Regions from separate parts of the Sus scrofa genome. Here regions 1 and 2 are each linked to region 3. Evidence: chromatin contacts called from public HiChIP or PLAC-seq data. All regions are on one chromosome and are shown on one strand. Each heading gives the region's core, a stretch centred on a gene start, on an enhancer-like site or on the middle of the called end of the contact. The rest is flanking DNA. Distances are from core to core; before and after follow the strand shown.

Region 1 (2,700 bases), core at 112-2,611, 470 kb before region 3:
ATCTACAAGTACTTTCTGTTTTATCGTGGATTGCTGCCTGAGATACTGGGAATATTCTGGAGGATGGGAAGGAATAATTATACATTGAACACTCACCTTAATATAAAACTTATGTGCATCAGATCACTTGGAAATATGAAAGTATGTGTTTTAATGTATTCTAAACATAATTTTTGTTTTAAAGTTTTATCAGTAAAATATATAATATTTTTTCTTATTTTCTCTTATAATCATGCTCATTATGCTCACTTAATTTTGATAACTTTAACAAGTTTTTATTGATTTTAATCTCAATTTGTATGGAAGTAAATCATGTAAGCTATTTAGAGGAGATACCATGGAGGCACAGAATGCATCATGAAGCCAGTGAGAAAGTGAGCTGTCTTCAGAGCAGACTTTTAAACATGATCATTAATCACAGAGAACTGGAAAAAGGACATACGTTTTTGAGGATTAATATTAGCCAAACCTCTCTCTACTCCCACGGACACTAAATGTTGTTTTTGGTTTTGTCTTTGGAAATCTCTTTGGGAGCAGAGATTGTTTTAGCTCTTTTTTTGTTGTTGTTGTTATTTTTTTATCTCATTTTTCTCAATATTAACAATACTTGGTTATCAATGATCAGTTTCACACTTTAAAAATACTTTAAGAGTTTTCCACACAAGGTTTTGTGAGTAGGCTGGACTATTGCCAATATACATTTCCAGCTCATGGTGTCACATTTATATGATTCAGAAGTCCTATATAGCAATTAAAAATTAGCCTCCATTATGTATAATGAAAAAAGAGTGCAGTGATTTGTTAGTGGTTTAGCAGTCAGAAGGGTCTTGATTTTTAAAGGGTGAGAATAATTTTCTGAGAAATTAGTTTTGAAAATGTGAGCTTTTTTAGGCTAAGTTACCTACTTCTATTTGAATAGATAAATTAGCTGAATTATTCCACTACTCCAGAAAGTAAACATGTCAAACATAAATGTTTGAATATATTGAAATATATTAGTTAAATTTCTCAATAGCTATTATGCCCCCAAACATCCTATACAAACTGCCCCCTCTGCTTATCCCATATTTACTCCCTCTGCTGTATCAGGTCATTTTGGCTTATTATGTAGATATTCTCATGCTTAAGCATAAGAAGCTTCTTTTGCTATTAAACTCTAACTCACTTACCATATTTTTCTTGATCCCTGCTTCTATTTAGTAAAATCACATTGGATTTTGAGTTCTTTAGTCCTTTCTTTCCTTTCTTTCTTCCTGTTTAGAATCTCCAGGGTTAAAAAGCCAGCAAATACTTAACAAGTCTTATGGGAATGATGAGGTTAGGAGACGGAGCCTTTCCAGAACTGAGGACGTGGCTGTTCCCCAAGCTGCCTTCAGAATGTGGGTTAGGAGGAGGGTGGAATTTGGCAGCTAACGCTCATTGCTCACTTCCCTGAGAACTAGACTTGGCAGAGTCCCCATGCCTTTCCCTCTCCTTCTCATTGCTCTGGTCTACCTTTGGGAGTGGTAGGGAAAATAAAGCGTGCCAGACTTCAAGTACTAGGGTAAAGAGGATTGAAATGTGAAAATGTAATAAGCATATACTGAATGTCTACTATCAGCCAGGAAATATGTGAAGCATTAAAAAATTAGAAAGATGAGAAAAACCACAAACCCCGATCAGGAACCCATCACATTCTTTTTATAAGTGAGGAGAGATTAAGCAAGCACATACAAAGTTAATTTAATCTAAGACAGACAAATGAATTTAGAAATTGTTGGAGTTTCCTGGTGTCCGAGTGGTTAAAGGGTCTAGCATTATCACTGCTGTGGCTCAGGTCACTGTTGTGGCACAGGTTTGATTCCTGGCCTAGGAATTTCTGTATGCCATGGGCATGGCCAAAAAAAAAAAAAAAAAGAAAAAAAGAAAAAGACAATGTTGATTAGATATTCTTGAAGAGCAAAACTCAACCAAATAAGCAAGCTGATTATAAAATACTGATGAACTGAATTCAGTCTTCCAAGAAGAATGATTACTGGGGATTTAACACATCAAAAGTAAAATTCTTACACAGAATATACCATGTTCTGATGGTAGAGGCTGTAACCAGTGCTGAAATCTGCAATGTTGGCATAGCTGATGAAACATACTGTAGGGGGCTGGCTTGCTATTTTTTAAGACAATTTTTTAAAGGTAGTTTTAGGTTTACATCAAATTGAAGGTAAAGTACAGAGAGTTCCTATATACTCTCTGCCCCCATACATGCATAGCTTTCCCCATTATCAACATCCCCTGTCAGAGTCCATAGTGTACATTAAGGTTCCCTCTTGGTGTTATATATTTTGTGTCTTCAAGCAAGTGTATATTTACATGTGTATACCATTATAGTATCTTAAGAGTATTTTCACTGCCCTAAAAATCATTGTGCTCTGTCTATTCATCCCCCACATCCTCACCCTAACCCCTGCAGCCACCAACCTTTTGCTGTCTCAATAGTTTTGCTTTTACCAGAATGTCATAGAGTTGGAATCATACAGTATGGCTAGTCATTTAAAAAATAACGAAAACACTTCTCCATTGAGAAGTCTGTGCATTTTGTTTTCTACTAAGTACATATTTATTTATTTATTTATTTATTTATTTATTTTTTGTCTTTTTGCTATTTCTTTGGGCCGCTCCCGCGGCATATGGAGGTTCCCAGGCTAGGGGTCGAATCGGAGC
Region 2 (2,700 bases), core at 49-2,548, 400 kb before region 3:
TCCCTCGGTCTAGTCTTTGAAAAAAAAAAAAAAAAAAAAAGTTCTCTGTGTCCTTGCCAAGTCTCTTTAGTCTCATCCTTTTCTTCCCTAAAATGAAGACTCATCCTTCTTTATCCTGCAACAGGTTCATTATAGAAGAATGTATTCATTCTTTATTGCCTATAAACCTGATTCTGTTTCACTATACTTCCCTTGAACTTGTGCTCCCCTTGAGCAACAGCCTGCCAATATTTAATATCATTCTTTTGATGGATCTCCATGAAATGTAGATTAGAAAAAAAAAAGACAAAAATCTGTCACCTTGCTATTCTAAGCTCTTTGGTGCAGACTCTAACACCACTACATGAAACCCATGCTTCAGCTGAAACTGGGCTAATATAAATTGCCAAATATACTTCACATAACCTTTCCTGAATGCCTCCAAAGAGGCATGATGGTTCCATTCTTGTGCCTCTCTAAGTGACTTATATCATTCTTTCTTTCTTTGTTTTGGCGACATCCATGGCATGCAGAAGTTCCCGGGACAGGGATGGAACTTGAGCCACAAATCCCCACCTGCTAGGCCACCAGGGAACTCCTTTCTAACTTTCTAATACAACTTATTACTTTGAGTCCTGTGACATGTTGGTTTCTAAATTTTGTGGAATCTCGTTCTATTGCTCAAATCTTTTTGAGCATGTAGTTCTGAGCTTTGCATTAATAATTGCTCAATAATGTCGTTGAGTTGATATAAATAGATTTAGGTAGCCCGGATTTGTCACCATCCCATGACCGTGGAATAATCATTCCTGTTTCTAATTCTCCTTTTTTTTTTTTTTTTTGGTTTCTTACTCTAAAGTAGCTTTCATTTGCTCCAGTTTACCAAAATCATACTCCTTTACTGTACAACTCAAGTTTAATTTTCTTAAAGAAGAATGTTATGACAGTATAATCATCACTGGCCAATTCATTTTCTACTCTACTACCTAGATCTTGCACGGTTGACAGAGCACAATTTAGCACTTAATTGTTCATCTTGAAGGCTTTTGTACCATTTCATATGGGTTCAAATGATCTATTCTAGACAACACATTCCTAACAGAGAGGAATCATGTGTTATATTTCCCTAGAGTGTTTGGCGGAGTGTGAGAGTGGAATCGGAGCTTGTAGTAGATAATGTGTTGTTCCAGCCATGTTATCTCTTCAGAGCCAGAGTGTTGACCTATCAGCTCCTATTACGGAGGGCTCACGGCCATGTCCCTCACTGAAGATTCCTTCAGTTGCCAAGACTGCCTTACAGAAGTTTCCCCTACTCTCCATTCCTTCCAGGTTCTGGCCCAGAGTCAGCGAGTATCTGAGTGAAGGATACACAGACCCATCCTTCTTACTGTGAATTACAACAATTCAGAAAGGCCATCTTGGCGCCAGAGCTTCTTGGAGGATTGCCAGAAGCCTCCGTGTCAACTGCATGTGGGTCATCTTCTCTTTCTGTCCAAGCTTGGCTTTCAGTATCTCCTGAGCTGATGCCCAATAAATCTTCCATACATAAGTCGCCATCGTAGAGTATGTTTCCAGGGAACCTAATCTAAGACAGAAGTTAAATATTTTAATTTTTTTCTCCCTTTTATTTAATTGTGAAATGTCTCATTTTCAAAATTCCAACAAACATATAGTTGCTTTCCCATTAACACTAAACTGGCATGAAATACAGTAATTCCCATTTATAACTTTTATGGACTACATAGGGTGGCCTTCTGTTAATAAATGTCATGACAAATGTGGTTAAAAAGATGTCAAGTCATTCTATGTATTTTAGTGAAAACACTCAGGAGTCTAAAGGGAAATACTTTTTGAACAAGATTTAAAGAGGTGAAAAGAAGAAGGGGAAGCAAAAATTATCAGACAAGAATTTGTTTAAAAAAATACTGGCTATGGATCTTAATCTTTTTTCCTTTATGGCATTGAGTCAAAAGTGATTCTTCGACAATTTCTGACAACTTTGGGTGTGGTAAAGTGGGAAACATACAATTTGGTGAGAGGTTTCATGTATGCTCTGTCACATGAAATATTTTCACCAATGTTGTATCAAGCTCACTTAGTGAGTTATGACTCAATGGAGAGTTATGTCTGAAAGGAAAATATTTTTCACAGTTTATGACTCACTTTTAAAAATAAAGACATTCCTCTAAGACAGAACTCAGACAAGTATAATTTTAGTATAAACTAGATAACAGTACAGTCACTTTGGTGTTATTTCTAACCTTGGTGCCATTCCTTTAATTTTTTTCTCTATATTTTTCCTAATTATTATCAAAATAAAAAATTCATGGATAAAAATGGTATTGTGTTAAATGAAATAAGCACTATACAGAATTGTACATGTGTTTTGTCAGAATTATGTCATATTCAAAGAAGACTTTAAAGAAGGGTTCACTGATGTGAGAAATAATTTTTGTCTTACTTATCTCCATTTTACAAAAATGTTATAATGACTGCAAAAATTTTACCCCCAAGACATAAAATAAATTTTACGAGTGAAATAATTTTTGCTTAGATACCAGTTTGAAGGTAAAGAGAGTTCTATTCCATTCTCCATCAAGAAAGAGATAAGGTGAGAACTGTGAATTAGAAGATTTAATTACATCAGTATTTGACATCTATATGTATAGGAAAATTAATATAAACTCACATGATCTTACTTTTTATTTTTTATTTTATTTT
Region 3 (2,700 bases), core at 198-2,697:
TTATAAAATCAAAAAGGAGAGTTTCCATTGTGGCTCAGTGGTAACAAATCTGACTAGTATCCTTGAGGTAGCGTTTCGATCTCTGGCCTCGCTCAGCGGGTTAAGAATTCGGCATTGCTGTGAGCTGTGGTGCAGGTTGCAAATGCAGCTTGGATCTGGCGTTACTGTGCCTGTGGCATAGCCTGGCAGCTGCAGCTCTGATTTGACCCCTAGCCTGGGAATTTCCATATGCTGCGAGTTCGGTCCTAAAAAGCAAAACAAACCAAAAAAAAAATCAAAAAGAAAATCAGAATACTCATGCACTTAGTGGATGGAGTTTCTTCCTCTCTCTCTCAGCACTGTCAGATTTAGTGGTAGAAAAATTACAGAAGCTCAGTTAAATATGAATATTAAACAATGACTATTTTCAAAAATCTTTATTTTAGAATACACATATACACTCCACACACACACACACACACACACTTATATATAACATATATATGCTATTTAGTATAAGTATGTCCCATGCAATACTTGGGACACAGTTGTACCAAAAAAATCATTCATTGTTTATCTGAAATTCAAAGTTTACCAAGTGTCTTAGTTTTATTTGGCAATGCTACTCTCTCCCCACTTTCCTTCTTTCCGTCCTCCCCTGCCTACCTTTTTTTTTTCAAGAAACAGAAAAGAACCATTGGAAAATAATTTTATTCATTCTCCCCTTGTGAGGGCTTCAAAAGTTAGTTTCTAGTATAAAATTTTTCAGCATATGGCTCACCCTAACTTGATTCAAAATAGACTATACGTAAGGCAGGGTGGGGTTTCAGTCTTCTTTTGTGTGTCATATTTATTGCATTGTGCATTTCTTTCTAATTCAGGCCAGATGTGAATACACATGGTATAGTTCAGTCCCAGAGCAGAGAGTGGCTGAAGGCCTCTTTCTCTCTTCATGGCTTTGCACTGCATGGAGAATAATGTACTTAATGCATATAAGAATGCCTTGAAGTGTCTGCCTTGTTAGCCAAGACAGAGGGGGAATGGGGGGGTCAGGGGGTGGTTCTATTTCTTTTATTTCATTTTGGATGGTATAATTTTTCAGCTTGCTGTCTGTCCTGTTCTATAAATACAGACAGCTTTTTTTCTTGGTCTTCAGCAGTCTTACATTTTGCACATAAATTTGACTAATTCATGCCAGAGGAATTTTCTTTTTCTTTTGTCTTTAAGAAACTATGTTTTGCTTCAGTAAAGATCTTTAAAAATTATCCCAGCTCCCTCCCAAAGAAAGTGGATTAATTTGTTTCTTTTCCCTTCATAATCTTCTTCCTGTATTGGTATAATCAAAACAATTTGCGGGTTTTCACATATGGAGTCTGACAAAGTAAGTCAGCTGCTTTCCATCTATGGGAACGCATCTGAACAAAGCCATTCCCATGGTTGGCTGCAGAAGCAGTCTAAGCTGGCTTCCTGGGTGCTGCTCTTTTCCAGAAACAGACAATGAGCAATAGCTCCTTTTCCACATCTGGACACCACCGTTCCTGTGACCTCTTTTACTTTCCAAAAAGTACATCACAAAACAACCACTAATATTAAACTTATCTGTTGAGTTATTTCTTTTCTGCCCGGAAAAAAAAAAAAAAAAAAAAAAAAAAGGGAAGAAATAATGGAAAAAATGAACAAAGGGAGGAAGTAGGGGCTAGAAGTAGAAAAAACATGGGAGGGAGGAAGGGAAGCAAGAGAATGGGACAAAGAAAAAGAAAGGAACATAAAATACCTGGCCTACAGCTTGTGAAACCTTTTCCTCTGCTTCACATCAAGATAAAGTAATTGTGCTCAAAGAAGATTCAGAGGTCACCCAATCCAATCCTCCCATTTCAAAGGTGAGAAAGTAAGTCTCAAAGAAGTTATTTACTTGGATCATAACATGAATCTATAGCAATCAGGCCTAGAACCTAGTTCTGCTACCTACTAAATAACACTTTTCTTTTGCACAGCACATTTTCTGAGTTAGACAAAAAAAATTTCAGTTCTATTGTCATGTTTATCAAGGTTTTCACTGGTTACTGGCCTTGATTGTTGCATAGATATTGCAAAACATTTAAGCTTAAGGTTACATCTGTTCAATCTATATTTTAAACGGTTTAATATTCTCATTCCTGCCCTTATTTTTAAAATTTAAGATGACCATATTCTATAGTTTGCATGATCTACATTTCTTTTCCTACTTGGAGACCTCTCAACTGTGTTCCAGAACACTTCTAATTTACATTTTGAAGACACTTTCATTCTTACATTGTATTCTTTTTTTCTCCCTATTTATTACTGGAATGTTAATGCTAAACAGCCTTTTTGCAGTTTTATTTTCTATTTTTGCTCCACTGAATTTATCTTTTGGTCATCTAGATAGAGTGATTTAGATGACCAAAAAGCTTGAATACAATAGTCCAAAAAAAATAGTAAAAGGGGGTAAAGCCTAAGAATTTTGGAGGTTACCTGGATACAACAAACAAATAAAAACAAGCCTTTATCACCGCAAATGATGTGGAAGGATGAACTATTACTTGAAATACATAAAGTTCTTTGTAATAATATGCTACTGGTAAGTGGAATAGTTTAAAGAATACTAAAGGGAATGCAATTGAATTTTAATTATCATGATCACACAATTTCTATTCCTTTCTCGAAAGACTTTAAAAAAGTGAAATCTAACTAATTATTAAT

Evidence for each region. HiChIP or PLAC-seq counts read pairs in DNA pulled down with a chosen protein or histone mark.
Region 1: a contact with region 3 is called in an H3K27ac HiChIP or PLAC-seq map of skeletal muscle, with 6 times the contacts expected there. The contact joins two enhancer-like sites. A contact is called at or near these places in 8 of 47 Hi-C or Micro-C datasets (embryonic fibroblasts, epiblast stem cells, fetal skeletal muscle and 4 more) and 1 of 2 datasets of contacts at active chromatin or transcription factors (skeletal muscle).
Region 2: an H3K27ac HiChIP or PLAC-seq map of skeletal muscle shows a contact between it and region 3. The contact joins two enhancer-like sites. A contact is called at or near these places in 2 of 47 Hi-C or Micro-C datasets (embryonic fibroblasts and fibroblasts) and 1 of 2 datasets of contacts at active chromatin or transcription factors (skeletal muscle).

The regions. Positions count from the first base shown.
Region 1 is chr15:93,669,647-93,672,346 of Sscrofa11.1, reverse strand. All of the region lies in intron 6 of COL5A2 (collagen type V alpha 2 chain), which reads left to right. Among named protein-coding and RNA genes, the nearest start is that of COL5A2, 88 kb to the left of the region's middle. Within about 2 kb of position 1,361, at least 17 of the 83 cell types and tissues checked have an H3K27ac peak or open chromatin away from gene starts, as enhancers often do. A contact at or near this core is called in fetal skeletal muscle and skeletal muscle, where this site is marked.
Region 2 is chr15:93,601,944-93,604,643 of Sscrofa11.1, reverse strand. No RefSeq gene overlaps it. Among named protein-coding and RNA genes, the nearest start is that of COL3A1, 46 kb to the right of the region's middle. Within about 2 kb of position 1,298, at least 13 of the 83 cell types and tissues checked have an H3K27ac peak or open chromatin away from gene starts, as enhancers often do. A contact at or near this core is called in skeletal muscle, where this site is marked.
Region 3 is chr15:93,202,113-93,204,812 of Sscrofa11.1, reverse strand. All of the region lies in intron 5 of GULP1 (PTB domain-containing engulfment adapter protein 1), which reads right to left. Among named protein-coding and RNA genes, the nearest start is that of DIRC1, 210 kb to the left of the region's middle. Within about 2 kb of position 1,447, at least 18 of the 83 cell types and tissues checked have an H3K27ac peak or open chromatin away from gene starts, as enhancers often do. A contact at or near this core is called in fetal skeletal muscle and skeletal muscle, where this site is marked.